Regions from separate parts of the Zea mays genome. Here regions 1 and 2 are each linked to region 3. The links are chromatin contacts, called in public Hi-C and HiChIP or PLAC-seq maps. All regions are on one chromosome and are shown on one strand. The core of a region is the stretch at or near the end of the contact, and the rest is flanking DNA. Distances in the headings are between cores, read along the strand shown. Region 1 has its middle 45 kb from the start of LOC109943721. Region 2 holds the start of LOC103645193. Region 3 holds the start of LOC103643119 (traB domain-containing protein).

Region 1 (2,700 bases), core at 53-2,552, 160 kb after region 3:
TTGAAGTGGATATGGGTCCTTAGGACAGGCCTTATTGAGGTTGGTGTAGTCGATGCACATTAGCCTTGGGAACGATGACTGGATTGGCCAGCCATACTGGGTGATGGACCTCTTCGATGAAGCCAGCGCGCAGCAGCTTCCGGACCTCCTCACGGATGAAATCCTGCCACTCAATGGACTGTCTCCGAGGCTTCTGACTCTCCGGTTTGGCGTCAGGGTGGATCTTCAGATGGTGCTCGATCACCTCCCTGGGGATCCAAGGCATGTGCGACGGTTCCCATGCGAATACGTCGGCATTTACACTTCATTCATCATTTGGCATACCTTCTTGTTGATTTGCACTTCATTCATCATTTGGCATGTAATAACCCACTTAATTAAACTAACACACATCTGGCTAGCTAGTAGCAATTTGAGGATGCACACATGCAGCTTTGTTGTACCCAGCATAGAGATACTCCGTAACAGGAAACGGGGCATGATGATAAGGCCGGCGGGGGGGCGTCGGGATCGAACGATAGATCGCATCATTTTGGGTGTGACGGGTGACGGGAAACGAAACGCCCCCCTGCTGCGGGCATGCCATTATGATGGCTTCGCCTTTCCTAAAACGCATTATAAGCAACAGTTCGTGGCCCTTTCCCTGCACAGCGTTTCCAGCCCTCCTTTTCTAAGTACACTGCAGCCGATATTTGCCATGCACTTGTTGAATCCCATTCATCGTCCTCAGCGACAGCAGTGCGCGCGCTTAACCGAATCTAGGACTTAGCTTTTTTGTTTTTTTTTTTTTGGCTGCACTTTTATCCAACGTAATTTATATGGATCGATGAGGGAAATTGAGGTTCACTGGAGTACAGCCAAATGAGCCCTGTGATTTATATTGATTAGCTGGTCTGTGGGAAGGGACAATTAGGCATGGGTGTTATTGGCCTCCATGTGGAGCCACTTTACCCGAGATGATAGGGCCAGCTAGCTAGCTAGTCTCAAGATTCTTATCAGAAGACAACGGCGTCATTAGCTTACTACAAATACAAAGGTGTGTAGAGGGGAGTGCCAGAATTTGAGCTGAAAACGACCAGTATCAGTGCTGAATTTAGCAGAGATGTCTCTGTAGTAGTAGTAGTAGTACACGTATATAATTACTAGGACCAGGAGAGGTTGGGAACTTGAGATGAACGCTCACATGGGTTGGACCGTGCTGAAAGCGTAGCTTTCTTTATCTTCTCGTCTCGGTGGTCACCTCTGAAGACTGCCGCTGATGCCTAGGACAAAGATGATGGGTAGATGATCACTCATAGATGCCCCAGGAAGACGACATGCCCTGCTCCCAGGAAATGGGAGAGTGCCTACAGCTGCTGCCAGGATGTCATGTGCTGTACCACTACTTTTTCATACTGCTACGAAAGAAAAACACAATCTGCCTTCTTGCTTGCCAAATACTACACGTTCATATCGGATAGCAGTTGTATGTAGGGCTTTGACAAAATGGCCCGTGGCTCGTTAGCTCGTTCGGTTCGTAGTCGACTTGGTTCGGCTTAGATCAGTTCGTTTGAATTTTTTTAAGAATAAAGCTGACATCTTAGCTTTCTTCGTTAACGAGCCAGCTCACGAGCTACCACGTTTCAGCAACACGAAACTATATACATATCACATAGTATATTTATGTATGGTGTCTATGTCCAATGAGTTAAACTGATGAATTATATCTATGTGTTAAATTGATCTATGCGAATATAACTGTGAGTTAAACTGATGAATATGTGTGTGAATTGTGAATTGATGAGTTCTATTAATTTGGTGTTATATTGATGTGTCTATAAAACTATGAGTATAATTACTATTTCTATTGTTAAATTAGTTTGAAATTAACTAGAAATTGATTATTATATACATATTGTTTTTTTCCACTCTGACTCGCGATCGCTCGAGCTCATGAACGAGCCGAGTCGAGCTGATTTTATGGCTCGTTAGCTTAACGAGCCAGCTCGAACTCAGACGAGTCGAGTCGATCTGGCTCGATATCCAGCCCTAGCTGTATGCAAATTTCTAGTTATTGAATTACTTTATGGGTTTTTGGACATCTGAACTCCACAACATAATATAATGGACTCCACAACGTGGTTTATGGACAAGCAACTATTTGGGTTCTTTGGATTATTTTTTTCATAATAACATACCAGTATGTGGCTGAGATACAAGCAGATGTTAGGGGTGTTTGAGGGTACCTTTTTTTTGTTAACAGAAGAATCGTATAGTTCAGAAGAAGAAACTATGTAATTTGGGTTAATGTGATGACCTGGCAGGGGCGAAGCCAGCCTCAAGGTTTATAGTGTCAGTATCGTTTTACATGGGTGTCATCAATACTGTAAACGGTATTAAACAATACTTTACACTATATTTTCTGAAATCCATCGATATCAAGTTGTAGCTCCGCCCCGGACCAGAGAACATAGCTGGACACACTAGCCACAGTGAAAAACTATGCGACACGGTGAAATTAACTTACCGGAGATTAAAAGTGGAGCTCTCAACTTCAATCTCAATGAAGATCTCGAACCAAATCCCCTGGACCAACTGAAGACTTAAGAACTTGGGTGCAGTTTGATTCACATATTAGTAATGTAATGGCTAACCAATAACGTTAAATCATATTTGTTTAATTTTAACCATAATCGATACCACATTACAAATGGATACCGC
Region 2 (2,700 bases), core at 10-2,509, 210 kb after region 3:
ATTCATCGGTTTAACCATAGTTATATTCACATAGACTAATTTAACATATAGTCATAGTTTATCAATCATTAGTTTAACTCATATGACATATACACCATACATAAATATAATATGTTCATCAATTATTACATAAATGATATACATATAGTTTTATTTTGTTGAAACATATTAGCTCGTTTAGCTTGCGAGTTGGCTCGTTAACAAACCGAACTAGAATGTCATCTCAGCTCGTAAAAAAATTCAAACGAACTGATATAACTGACCACGAACCGAAGTAGCAGACGAGCTATGAACATCTCGTCAAGCCGTAGTTGTCAGCCGAACGCGCGTGCCCTGTTGTTTGTTCGTTTGCTTTCCGACGCGCCGCACATGCTGGGACGCGTATAGACGTAGCGTTTATTCGCCAGGGGCAGAGCGTTTACCTTGGACCGCTGACTCTTCCTCCTCGGCTCCTCCAACAAAAACAAAACGTAAAGGAGAGCGCACGGGGGGAAGAAAAGTATTGCCGCGCGCACCTGCATTGCCGCGCGCACGTCACTGGCGGGGGCGGACAGGTAAAGCGCAACAGCCGATGGAGGAAGGGCCGACGACCGTGAGCGACGAAAAGAACAAAGAGGAATGACCTACCTGCCCGGGCACAGGCACAGCAACCCCCTCCTCTGTGCTCTCCTCACCCGACGCGGGAGAGGCTGCTGCTGCAGTGCTGCACACGCGACACGCCTCGCCACCTACCCCGCTGCAGTGTAGGGCTACCGAGGGGTCCGAGACCTTCACCTTCAGGTTTTCGTTGCAGCAGCTAGCAGGGCGTGCGCTGAAGAAGAAACAGCAGACTGGCCTGGTGTGGTGTACTGGTGTGCTCAACAAAATGCGCAATCGAAGGCACGCACGACACGACCAGGCCGGCCTTTGTTTTCTAGCTAATGACGACCCTTACGTACATTTATTAATAATCCGTCGTTGAATACACGAGCCATTGGTGTGTCGGTGCAGTCACGGCCCCAGTGACGGCCGACGACGGCGACGCCGCAGCGGCACCGAAAAGCACACACATCGATTATACTACTGCTAGCGGCCGGTCAGAGCCGCCGGCGAGTTCTCTTTGCGTCGCGTGCTTCGACCGGTTACGGTTATCTTATTATGCATGCGCTGGCCGGGCTGGGCTTGAGAAGAAGCTTCCGTCCCAGTCCCAGTCCCAGTCCCAGTCCCAGTCCCAGAGAGCTAGGCTCCGCGGTCGCCTCATCGAGTCGTCGGCACCCCCCATGCATGCTGCACACATGAGTTCACCCTGTGAGTTTTAAGTTGGTATATCTTGCCTCTTTTGTGATAGATCGAGGTGGAGAGTACCGTTTCGGTTTAGTCTCTGTTGTGTTCCTCAGCTAAATTTGAGTGCGTGCTCATCGGTCATCACCCAAAATATCCGGCAAAATAATTAGCACGTCTTTGACGAGCTTTAGTTTTCTAGAGATTTGCCTGTGCTCAAGGGTTAATTCTCCGAAAGAAAATTCTGGATTCCATTCACCACGCCCACGCTCCTCTTCTGGCCGTGTTCTCGGTCCTTCACACGCCCAGCACACACTATACTGGAACCAGATCCGCTGCCTTACGGCAGCCTGCCGTGCGCTCGTCGATCTTCAAACCAACGGTGATCTGCTGTCCTCTCCCTCAGTAGTGTATGGAGCGGCCCAACAGAGTAATTCTGGCCCACTTCTTTTCTTCGTTTCTTATTTCTTTCATCTAGGAACACAGCGCAACGGAGGAAAAAGCAGCGGGAAAGGCTGCCTGTTTTGGCGCCAGATACAGAGAGACAGTGACAAAAGGAACCAACGGACAGGGCAAAAAGCACCAAATACAGAGAGACAGCGACGAAGGAAACCAACCAACAGACAAGGCAAAAAGCTGAGAAGCAAAGATGGAGGAAGATGCGACCAACGGATCAAACATGTGAGATGCACCACTTTATTTTTATTCCTAATATCATGGTCCATTTGTTCCTTTCTTTTAAATTTTAGTTGTCTTTTTTAGGGAGAATGTGTTGCCCTGTTTGATTCCTCGTATTGGAATGAAATTCAGAAACCCAGATGAGGGCTGGAGATTTTGGTTAGCGTATAGTGGTCAAAAAGGTTTTGATGTTAGAAAAAGGTACTCAAATACAAGTAAGATTGATGGAAACGTCACGTCATGTAGATTTGTTTGTGCTAATCAAGGTCATCGAGGGAAAGATAAAAAGGGGTATGAAGTAAAGTGTCATCGAGCTGAAACTAGAACGGATTGTGAAGTGCGTATGGGACTTGTAAAAGATAAAGAGTTTGGTGGATACAAAGTTTATGATTTGAATTTAGAACACAACCATAACCTTCACTTGCCAGAAACATTCCACTTGATGGTGTCACAAAGGAAAATTTCAGATTTGCAAGCTTTTGAAATTGAAACAGCTGATGACTCGGGAATAGGACCAAAAGCATCACATGAATTAGCATGTCGCCAAGTGGGTGGGCCGCTTAATTTGAGTTACACCATTCGTGACCATAAAAACTATTTGCGTGGCAAGCGACAACGAGAGATGGTATATGGTCAAGCTGGAAGCATGCTCAAATATTTCCAGGATAAAATGACAGAGAATCCGGCGTTCCAATATGCGACACAAATGGATGCTGAAGAGAAGATTGCAAATATATTTTGGGCTGATGCTAGAATGATTGC
Region 3 (2,818 bases), core at 136-2,635:
ATGGTGCCCCACCAGCAACACATTATAATCATGCCATACCACCTCATGGACATAGGGCTGAATACTATTCGGCCACAAGAGAGCCTGAGGGGTATATGGCAGGAGCTGGTGACATTAATAGGACACCTAACACACACCTCAAACATACCTGGGAGGAAAGCCGACAGAGTAATGTCAGGCAACCTGAAATCTCCACCCACAAACTTAATGGATGGTCGCCAGACATGGCAGAGAGGGTCAGAGACGAGGTAGCCGGGATGTTCAGGGACAAACTCGGTGTTAGTGTGTCAGGTACAGGGCAATCGTATCGGAAGCCTTATAGCCACCGATTCGACACCGTGCCATACCCACAGGGAACTAGAATACCAGACTTCTCTAAGTTTTCTGGTGAAAGTGGGAAAAGCACACACGAACATATAAGCCAATTCATAGCACACTTGGGAGAATTGGCTGATGGGGAAGCCTACCGCGTTCGTTTATTCTCGTTGTCCCTTACTGATACTGCATTTGCATGGTACGCAGCTTTGCCACCAAACTCTATTAACTCTTGGGAAGAATTAGAGCAGAAATTTCATGAACACTTCTTCTCAGGAGAACATGAGTTAGAATTGGCTGACTTAGCTTCAGTCCGACAGGGGTCTGAAGAATCAGTTAATGACTATATCCGGAGATTCCGGGACACTAGAAACCGATGCTTTCAGATTCATGTCGCAGAAAAACAACTGACAGGGCTAGCTTTCAATGGGTTGCGATCCTACTTAAAAGAAAAATTAGACGGCGCCCAATTCTTTTCATTAGTGCACTTACACCAGCGGGCTATGACCTGTGAAAGCCGAAGTAAGGAAACATCAAAATCGGCTAGCCATAAGATGCATTTAGTGGGATACGATAATTCGGACGATGAATCCACGGATGTATACACCGCCGAACTGGTTTGGCCAGGACAGGCTAAACCTTCAGCGTGTTCTGCTTTACAGTCAATTCGAAAGAATCGACAAGAGGAAGTTAAGTTTACTTTTAATGTTGCCAAATGCGATAAAATATTTGACGAGTTACTGAAAAACGACAACATTAAATTAACTCATACTATTCCTCCTCCTGATGAATTAAAGAGGCGTGCTTATTGTAAGTGGCATAATTCCTTTTCTCATGCCACCAATGATTGTAATGTTTTTCGTCGACAGATACAATCGGCCATAAATGAGGGTCGATTGGCTTTTCAGGAGATGCAAGTAGACACACAACCCTTTCCTGTTAATACAATAGAACTCACATGCAAAAAGGTCTTCTTCCGGAATTACCATGTATGCAAAAAGTTTTGCAACACACGGCCCATGTATGTACGGCCCATATCAATGGAATTAGCAGAAAGAATCACCGCACGCGAGCGTGACTGCCGCCGATCGCGGTTCCATATCCCATTCATATCCTCCCCGCGGCGCGCGGCCGCGCCAGCACCACCCAGCAACCAGATGCGCAGCCGACCCGCCAGTATGGCAGCGGGGCCCACCCCATCCGCCGCGGCGGCGTCGTTGCGGCCGCCGCCGCCGTGTTTCGACTACCGGGCGGCCGTGCTCGCCGACACGCGCGCCGCCGCCGCAGGGAACCCTGCGCTGGCGGGGCTGATCGAGTCCGGTGCGCTCGTGCGCGTCCCGCGGCGGCGGTTCGGCCCGGTCCCGGCGTGGCGCCCGCCAGACTTCGTGGAGCCTGAGGATGTGTGGATCCTCGGCACCTCGCACCTCTCCCGGGACTCCGTCGCCGACGTGGAGCGCGTCCTCCGCGCCGTCCAACCCGACAATGTCGTCGTCGAGCTCTGCCGGAGCAGGCAAGGCCACGCCTTCCCTTAAACTTTAAGCCGCTTAAAGAAGTGTCGTCGATCTTCTTCCGGGGGCGGGGCTAACTGACGCCGTTGCAGAGCCCTCACTTCAGAGCTGGAATCATGTACGCGTCCAGTGATTCTTCCGACGAGCCGCTTTTGAAGTCCAACATGTTCTCTCTCGGTGGCTCCAAGTTCTTCGGCGCAGTCAGTAGAAGCATCAACCTGGGTGAGAGCAACCGACCCTTGCCTCGTGTTTACCATTTCCCATCAGAACTCACGGAGACCTGCTGATCTTGTTGGTTTCTTTGGGCTGGCACAGGTGGGCAGAGCGCTCTTGCTCTGCGTCTGCTCCTCGCTGTTTTTTCGTCTAAAATTGCTTCCAGTGCGAACCGGCCGTTTGGAGAAGAGGTATTTGCTAATAACCTGACACGTAAGTTTTCTTCAGACATTGTGATAACTTAGCAACTGAATTCTACTACCGTATACTGTATTTTGGTAGTTCCGGGCAGCTAGGAGGGTGTCTGAAGATATTGGAGCTCAGCTTGTTCTTGGGGATCGCCCCATTGAAATAACTGTATGTGGCTTATTATCTACACAATGGTTTTCTTCAATTGCAGATTTGTGCACTGAACTTGCATTGCTAACTCTGTAAAGTACTCTACTCCCTCCGTTCCAAATCATATGGCATTTTGACTTTTCTAGATACGTTACTTTTATTATCTATCTAGACATACTGTGTATCTAAATACATAGCAAAAGCTACGAGTCTAGAAAAACAAAATATCTTATAATTGGAAATGGGGAGTACAACTGATAAAATAGCTGAAGCTCATGTCAGATTGTTCATTCAGCTTGAACGAGCATGGAAATCCCTTACATGGGATCAAAAGGCAAAGCTACTAATCTCACTGTTCCGCGGAATTACTTCTAAGACTCACACGCCGGTGAGTACCTGTATTCATTTTGTCAGTCCTCAGTTGTAATTGCCCGAAAGAAAAT

Evidence for each region. A called contact is a pair of places that touch in the nucleus more often than the background predicts. HiChIP or PLAC-seq counts read pairs in DNA pulled down with a chosen protein or histone mark.
Region 1: an H3K4me3 HiChIP or PLAC-seq map of leaf shows a contact between it and region 3, with 4 times the contacts expected there. The contact joins the enhancer-like site here to the promoter of LOC103643119 in region 3. A contact is called at or near these places in 9 of 25 Hi-C or Micro-C datasets (bundle sheath, ear, endosperm and 1 more) and 1 of 3 datasets of contacts at active chromatin or transcription factors (leaf).
Region 2: a contact with region 3 is called in a Hi-C map of leaf, with 4 times the contacts expected there. The contact joins the promoter of LOC103645193 here to the promoter of LOC103643119 in region 3. A contact is called at or near these places in 15 of 25 Hi-C or Micro-C datasets (bundle sheath, ear, endosperm and 6 more).

What each region holds. Positions count from the first base shown.
Region 1 is chr1:201,880,834-201,883,533 of Zm-B73-REFERENCE-NAM-5.0, forward strand. No RefSeq gene overlaps it. Among protein-coding and RNA genes, the nearest start is that of LOC109943721, 45 kb to the right of the region's middle. Within about 2 kb of position 1,303, at least 14 of the 20 cell types and tissues checked have an H3K27ac peak or open chromatin away from gene starts, as enhancers often do. A contact at or near this core is called in bundle sheath, ear, endosperm and 1 more, where this site is marked.
Region 2 is chr1:201,926,169-201,928,868 of Zm-B73-REFERENCE-NAM-5.0, forward strand. It overlaps LOC103645193, which reads left to right and starts at 1,260. Exons shown (of 5, transcript XM_023300874.1): 1 at 1,260-1,268; 2 at 1,463-1,642; 3 at 1,747-1,941. The coding sequence starts at 1,260. LOC109943721 (a long non-coding RNA gene) reads right to left here and starts at 903. Exons shown (of 2, transcript XR_002266805.1): 1 at 628-903; 2 at 69-515.
Region 3 is chr1:201,719,969-201,722,786 of Zm-B73-REFERENCE-NAM-5.0, forward strand. LOC103643119 (traB domain-containing protein) reads left to right here and starts at 1,386. Exons shown (of 7, transcript XM_008666274.4): 1 at 1,386-1,825; 2 at 1,930-2,045; 3 at 2,139-2,227; 4 at 2,319-2,393; 5 at 2,671-2,763. The coding sequence starts at 1,473.